2 separate regions of the Anser cygnoides genome follow, and region 1 is linked to region 2. Evidence: chromatin contacts called from public Hi-C data. All regions are on one chromosome and are shown on one strand. Each heading gives the region's core, a stretch centred on a gene start, on an enhancer-like site or on the middle of the called end of the contact. The rest is flanking DNA. Distances are from core to core; before and after follow the strand shown. Region 1 has its middle 230 kb from the start of NYAP2. Region 2 overlaps LOC106036254 (a long non-coding RNA gene).

Region 1 (3,923 bases), core at 1,024-3,523, 240 kb before region 2:
CCTACTGTGTTTCTGTCCTGGTGGTTGTAATTCTTGCACAATTTCCTCCAGTCAACCGACTACAGTGTTTTCAGTCTCGCTTGAACAAGGGGTGGGAAGGTGGCCTCGCTAATGTCAATGGTAACCCCCCTCAATGTTCACCAAGAGAAGATTTTCTCAGCCCTTCTATGCAGCTCCAAATGAGGGGTTTGTGTGTGTGTTTTCAGCAAAGCAGGCTTTTGCATTGCTAAAGAGAGCTGTGTTGCAAAGACAGCACCATGAGACGCTACCACTGTAAATTATGTAACAGGACTCAAAGGCCCCGCAGAGGGTTCTAAAGACGGGCAAAGAGTGAGGGCTGCTGCACCCACGTCTGTAGCACATATGGGTTCAGCCGAGGGCCTGACCACACAGATTTCTCCCTGCTTGTGTGAATGATGTTCCCCAGTGGCAACAGTGTCTGGTCAGGTCGTTGCTAAGCTCCTTGATTTCAGAGAATACAGCTAAGGCTACTCTTTGATGGTTTCCTGAAAGATCCTACACGGCAGATTTATTTATTGATGCTAGCTGTGCAAACGTACAAGTTCTGTAAACAAATGCAAACCTGTCCCCTGCTACACAGAGAATAATGCAACCAAGGAGCCATTTCTCTAGCACAGGTTCTTCAGCAGCAGCAAATGTGTCTGTTGGTTTCAGCTAGGGTTTTCAGCTTCCCACCAGGCTCTGTTGCTGCCTAAAACACTGCCCTGCAAGCAGGACAAGAGATGAAGCAAATCTACCTGCAGCTGTTGATGCTGTAACTGCAGACTTGCAAAGAAAATAACAAATGAAAGCTGCAGGAAGCCTCTCATGCATCAACACATATCTGAGATTTTTCTTATTTATCATTGGGCTATTCCTACATTATGTCAGTATGAAGTTGATCTAAATTACCTAGGAAGTGCAACAGATGGATAATTTATTATACATTCACTGGGAAGAAAGAAAGAAGGCAGCACTGAATTAGCTGTTGACAGAGAAAGAAGGCAACATCTGTGTCTCCTCCTCACAAGAAATGGCTCCGTCCTGTGGTATATTTCAGGATTGTATTTACCTTTGTCCTGTGCTCCACCTTGGTCTATAAAGACAGAAAAAAGGCAAACGTTCAGGCACAGACTATGTCTTTGTAGCAGGACCCAGTCCTACAGAGATACTGAGAACATGTGACCCAGTCGATGAAGTTTATTCCTACTCTTCATGTGGCTGGATTTCTCTAATATCACTAGAAGAATTCAAAAGTAGGTGACAAATATGGCTTCATATGTAGAACTGCAGATTTATTCTGCTTAGATACATTATTTACCTAAACAAGCAAAAAATTGCTTTATGAAAATACAGTGCCTGAATAGATACTCACTGTGTTCCCTGCCTCATCTTCGGATGGCTGTGTGCATTTTAACTGTAGGACCTTGCAAGCCTGACAGAGCAAAAGACATTACTGGGAGGAGCTGCCAAATGGCAGTTCCCTGGAACTGCCAACTGTGGAGCCTCAAAATTTTGTAACCAGGACCTTGAGCTTTAGCTACAGAAAGCAGAATTGAGCTTGGAGGCAAATGTGTGTGGAAGTGCACAGGCTCTGTAGTTTGCACCAAACCCTGTCTGAAGAGGTTTACTGCAAGAGGCAACACAACCCATGGCAGCAAGATGTCAAGGTTTTCCCTCACATACACAGGCAAACGACCGTTCATTTTCTTTTTACACCTTTAATATTAGGTAATAACAAGCAGTCATGAAATAAACTTAAACAGATCCTGCTGAGGGATTTTCCTAATGCAGAGCCCGTGCCCCATGCACACACTTTGTCAGCACAGCCAATATTTGCAGAAGTCCTGGTCTGGCTCCAAAGGAGTGAGCTCTGTGAGAAGAGCTGGAGAGGCAGCAGCCCAGGGCCCGGCAGCAGGGCCGCAGCCAGGAGCAGCTCAGGGTTCATTGCCTGGTCTGAGCCCGTGGAGAACACCAGGTCCAAAGGTGTCCTTCAGGCACTTTTGCACTGAGTCAGACACCTTGCAGGCCCTGTAGTGGTTTCCTCAACAGAATTGAGGCTGAAGGGCTAAACTTTTTGTGCCTACAGATTTTTATTCCAGTCTTCACTAATGAAACCTCATGGCTAAGGGCTTGCTAGCCTCCAGTTTTAAAAGATATTCTTGAACTTTTCATAGATGTGATCGTTGCCCAGAACTGCTAAAAACAACTGTGTAGACTGCCATGGGTACTTTGGCTAGCTGGGAGATGGAAGGCAGAGCTCACCACAGCAGTCAGTGCTATAAAGGGTTGCCTCAGACTTAGCAGAATAGAGAATATAGGAAGAATATAAATAGAACCAAAATGTAGCTATCAGTAGTATGCGAGGATGATTGCTTAACTGATTATGAAATACCACGACTTCTCAACCTCATGATTTGCTCCACAAAGTCTTAATAAGAGGAAAATTCTGTTTTCAAAAATGAGTTTTGCTGAATGGTTTTGTATAATGTGTGGAAAAAGCCAAAAAATATTGACAGGTATCACTGGGGCGAGGCAGAGGACCAAAAAACATTGCAGGAAATAAATACCTGGAAGACGATGGGAAAAATATCAGGGCCAATTTACTTTCAATTTATACCAGCAAATTTAGGGGTTAACTTCAATCAATACTGGCATTAGAATTACAAAAACAGAAAACTAATGGGAGAGAAATTAGATGATTGAAGCTTTTATGCCTGCTTTTCCTGGTGCAGGAAGGTAAAAAGAAAAAAATAATCAGAAACTAAAATAGACATATGAAATTATTGTATAAATAAAAATCCAGAGAAGATTGGTCAGAAAAATGCTAGACTTAAATGAGCATCTAACCAGCATCAGCTTGTTCCTGTGGATCTCGTGCTATTTATTGCATGGTTTGCTAATGAAAGGTGCCAGACTTGCTCTTCTTACTGTATAACAACACACCAAGGGGTTCTGGATACAATACAGGATGATGCTAGGGTGTCTCAGAAGCATAGGCAAAGCCAAATAATGCCATCTGGTAGCCAGGTTTTAGTCAGCAAATGCAAAAGCTGGTAGAAGGTTATGACAAGCACACCAAAGCTTAATAATGCAGAGATATTAATCCTTTCTCCCCATGTGATTACCCCATCAGAAAGTCTGCACCAACCTGTTCTCTGTAAATGATTCAATATACTTCCTTTTTTTTTAAAGTTGTTTAGTGTTGTTGATGTTGTTTTTAACCTGGGCATGCGTGTACAACTAACATCTAGCATGTTTTCAGCATTGTCCAAATAAAAGAAATATCAACGAAATAGAAAAAATCTGCTACTTTGCACCACCTTCCCAAGGTACAATCTGAACTTAGAATTAGTTTTATGCAAGCAAACTCTTAAGAAAGAAAAGGTATCATCTCTGAGCAGTCTTATCAACTACAAGTATGGCATAAGCAAGTGTGAATTTCTTCATGATGATTTGAGTGTACAGCTCTCTTCTCATGTCTACAAGAATACCAAAAATTTTACTTAAGTCTTTGCACTCTTATGTGCCTGAAGGCAGATGGAAAGGCAGTAGTACTTGTAGATCCTCACTCCCAAGAGATGCTAACCAAGTACGTTGAACCTTAGGATTTCTCATGTCCTTTGCTGTGTCACTCCCAACACTAATGGTTTTTCACAGTGTCAAGGTTAGGGTGAAGATAGTTTGTGTTGATGCTCATCCTGCTTTGAGGCCATCATCTTGCCATCATCTTGTGCCTGATATAGGATGATCAGGATAGGGTTTCTTTCGAAAAGAGCTGTTGGAAAACAAGATTTGTCTGGTGTGGAAATATTACAGAATATTGGCTGCAATAAAAGATCTAAAAACTGTCTTACTCCAGACCTTTTGTGCCATCCAGGGCTGGCTCTGTGCATATGTTATCTGCACTGCTACACAGAGCC
Region 2 (3,827 bases), core at 211-2,710:
AGCTTAATTAGCTACAGCTTCAGTGGCCAGTGCCTTAGCTGACAGAGCCAGGGCTGTTATGGTTGCAGACAATCTTCCTCTTGTGTCATCTAAAACATGGATGGCTGACTTGTGCACAGAGAAGCACTCCCTTGTCCAGCTGGAGAGTCCATAGGCAGGAACACCAGAGGACACATTTGGGCTACACTGCACTGGATGAAAAATACAATGCTCCCAGCCTGCCCGTCTTTAAGAAGAGATAGAAAATGACACATTCCCTCCTGTACCCCCAGAAGCATTCATGTGAACTGGCCAGTGTTCCCAAAAGACAGAAACAAAAACACCCTGCGGCCTGGTTCAATTCCTGGACCACCAGTTGGCCATCCCAGATGTGAAACATCAGACTCTTAGATCCTGTCATCAGTCCAGGATTTGCTGACCTCACTTTCCATTAACTCAGTCAGCACAAGGCCAGCCAGGTGCTTTCTGTACACTGAGATTTGTCCTGTCACAGCTACAACAAGGACTACCCTCCAGCAGTGAATCAGGGCTATTAATGAGCATAAACATGGCCTTCATAGAGTTGTCCCAATTCATGTAAGGACATCAAGCTGCTGTCCTTAAGTAGTGGTGTTTTAGCACTTCAAAAATGCTGAATACTAGGAGCCAGGATTCTACAAGGTCTCAGGCAGCCTCAGAGTTTCCCATAGCTATGAAGGGGCATTCCCAACACCTGGCTGGCTCTGTTAAAATTGGTGCAGTTGCACATGTACAAAGAAGGAGAGGCTTGCCAAACTTCCCTTGCATGCACATTTATTGCTGCCGTGCCCCAGGTAATGTAATTTGAACATTTCTGTCCTTATTTATGTTCCATGTGATTTCCTTTGCATAGCTGACATCTTGGGTAGCCCAAGATCTGCTTTTTGCAGACTTTATAGCCATATAACTAATAGTGTGAGGTGAGCGTCTTTTTTATTTTAAACCAACCCACTCAGCTCTGCCTCTCAGATAAAGCCAGCTATGAAGGCGCCCTGTAGTGGTACAATGTATTCCTCCTGTCATCTTCACAGTGCTGCAGCCGAGGCCCAGGCTATCGGGGCCTTTAAAAAGCCACAGCTCAAGCAGCAATAAATCCTCTTAAATTGCATACCCATAACCCCCTGACCAAAATATGGCTGTGACATTTCCTTTTGTTTGCCGGGAGAAATCCCGTTGTGCCTTGAGGGGTGGGAGAAACAACTTTCAAAAGGCAGCTCCCCCAGGGGCAGCCAGCCCGCCATGGGGCCAAGCGTGGCCCCGGGCCCCACGGCCACCTGGGCCAGGCAGGCTCTCCACAGCCTGGGTGTGCACTCGCTGGAGGCTCGCACGCCGCCGGAACGGGAAGCCCTCGTTGCATTTAATTGTTTTCCTGAATGCCTTTATGAACAACAGCAAAAGGAAATATTACAGCCTGGCCGGCAGCCAGGGGCCTGCTCAGTGCCACGGCGCGGGGCTCGGAGCAGCCAAGGCAAACACACTCCCAGCGCTGCCGCTATTTTCGCCTGTGTTTCAAATTAACCGCTGCCTTTCAGAGGGCTCTCTGGCCCCTGCTTCCAGACTAGGGGGACACAGCCCTTTTGTTTCTAACGTGGCTGGCTACCTCCAGCACTGCTACCGGTGCTCCTGGGCTGCCCGGGCACCCACCACCCCACCGCTGGGCCCTACTGCTCCTCCACATTGCGGGGCCCAGCAGCGAGGGCTGTGGCAGTGGGCACGCGGGGTCCAGCCCCACGCAGTGAGCCCTGTGGCAGCAGGGCTGTGGTAACCAGCCAGGGCAGGGGCAGCCAGGAAAGCCCTGAGGCCCTCAGAGCTGCGGCAGTGCTTTGTGCTGGGATGTGTATTGGTTCATTCGGAGCAAAAGCCTCTCCGCAGCCTGGGAGGCAGAAAAATGAAAGTGGTTTCCCCTTCCACAAAGTGCAGTGGGGCTGAGAGTGGGGCAGGAGGGAGCACACCCAGGCACATTGAGCTGTGTCCAGGCCAAGGCCTAGGGAGCCACCATGAACCCCTTAACAGGGAGGGTCAGGTCAAAGCAAAGCCTGGCAGCCAGCCTGGCCCCCCACAGCACCCACAGGCTCCTAGTGCCAGGGGGAGAGGAGGGCGAGGGCGAGCCAGAAGTCACACCATCGCCTGCACTGCCCTCAGCCCAGCTCCCGGGGACCTGCCCTGTGAAGAGCAAGACCCAGGGTGCTCCTTCTGGCCCGCAGCACAGTCGTGCCCCGGTCACTGGCTGGCTGCCCGTAGGGCAAAGCTGGACCGAGATTTTGCCTTTCAAGATGGCCATGGTGGGAGCACATGTGAAAGCAGTTAACTGTACAGCTATTTGGTCACAGGAATTTACATGCTCAGCTGCTGAATGTAGCAGGAGGCTGTATGCTTAACTGGAGATGTTTAATAGATTTGTAGCAATGGGTGGTGGGGCTTTTATGTGCAGCAATCTGTGTAGCTGTAGAGCAAAAAACATGCAGCAAGTCCGTATCACTAAACCCATTAACTTCAGAGCAAGGGCACCAGGGTGAAACCTGGCACAGGGCTGAGGCAGGACCAGCCATGCTTTACTCTCCAAACCAGCCAGCGGTGGGACTGGAGTGGCACAAAGGACCACAGCTGACATGGTGCCAGGAGGTCAGTTCCTCCCACCATCATCTTCCAAGCTCCCCAGGCAAATTTGAGAATCACCATTTTACAAGTGTTAATAACTTCCAAGTAATTTTCCAGGCTCTACTAGCAACATGTTTTGAGTTTGCAAGAGGCCCGGGCAGAGAGAGAGCTCTTTAAAAAGTAAAAATTAGGGGGATCAAGATAAGAAAATAAATACTGCTGACCCAGCATTCCATTCCTGGGGTGAAACACAGGCAAACCAGGCATTTCCTACAGCTCTTTTGCAAACATTGCTGCTTTGGAGGCAGGATGGATGGAGCAGTGGACTGGGGCTCAGGACACCTGGACTTCATTCCCAGCTGTGTCGCTTATCTGCTGGGTAACCTCGGGGTATCACTGCCTCTCCACGTAAAATGACACTCAAGTCCTCAAAGTCTATCAGTGAGAAGTGCCGCACAGGATCTAGGATCATTCGCCATCTTCCCACAGTGCTGACATGCAATCCTATGTCACAGCTGGCATTTCTGTCACAGCTTGCTTACAGTCCTAATCCTACAAAGAGATTTCAGTGGAAGGGGCTTCTATTAGTGCAGTTCAGCTTGCAAGGAATGAGTCCAAAAGAGATGTGTGAAGCCAGAAGCGTACTCTACCTGGATTTTTTATAGAGTGAAGATCTGTGTTACAAACTAAAAGCCACAGGACCAAAATAGCATTCCAATTTCAGACATACTCTGTGGCTTTGACATTATTGCTTATGTTTCCAAAGTCCCACTCACAACTGCAGCAGAAATAAATAATAATGGTACATGATAACTAGATCTGTTCAGTCAGAAAAAAAAGTACCAGTCAGATTCAATTTCCATGGACTGCTAGGATTTTTATGCCATTGAGAACAGTATCCATATGGCTGTAACACCATTTTTCCCTACTCTCAGGTAGAAGTTTCACAGAAAACACAATAAGGGAGAACTTGTTCAATCTTGCAATGTGTTATGTGCTAGAGGCCACCTGTTTTCAAGTCAACCCTTAGCTGAAGACAGTGAATCAATGTGCCTTATACCGTAGGACTGAGGCCTACATTTTAAAATCTTTAAGGGATACTTAACAGAGCTTTATCATCAGGATAGGATCAGTTTAACATCTGAATCTCCCAGGAGCCATACACATGATTTATCTGTCTGAAAGCTTGGAATCCCATCCAGCCTGTGAAA

Evidence for each region. Hi-C and Micro-C count contacts between places; a contact is called where the count stands out from the background.
Region 1: a Hi-C map of liver shows a contact between it and region 2, with 5 times the contacts expected there. The contact joins two enhancer-like sites. A contact is called at or near these places in 2 of 7 Hi-C or Micro-C datasets (both in liver).

The regions. Positions count from the first base shown.
Region 1 is chr9:4,320,516-4,324,438 of Taihu_goose_T2T_genome, reverse strand. No RefSeq gene overlaps it. Among named protein-coding and RNA genes, the nearest start is that of NYAP2, 230 kb to the left of the region's middle. Within about 2 kb of position 2,273, at least 1 of the 3 cell types and tissues checked has open chromatin away from gene starts, as enhancers often do. A contact at or near this core is called in liver, where this site is marked.
Region 2 is chr9:4,083,079-4,086,905 of Taihu_goose_T2T_genome, reverse strand. The region is part of intron 4 of LOC106036254 (a long non-coding RNA gene); the gene reads right to left. Among named protein-coding and RNA genes, the nearest start is that of IRS1, 110 kb to the right of the region's middle. Within about 2 kb of position 1,460, at least 2 of the 3 cell types and tissues checked have open chromatin away from gene starts, as enhancers often do. A contact at or near this core is called in liver, where this site is marked.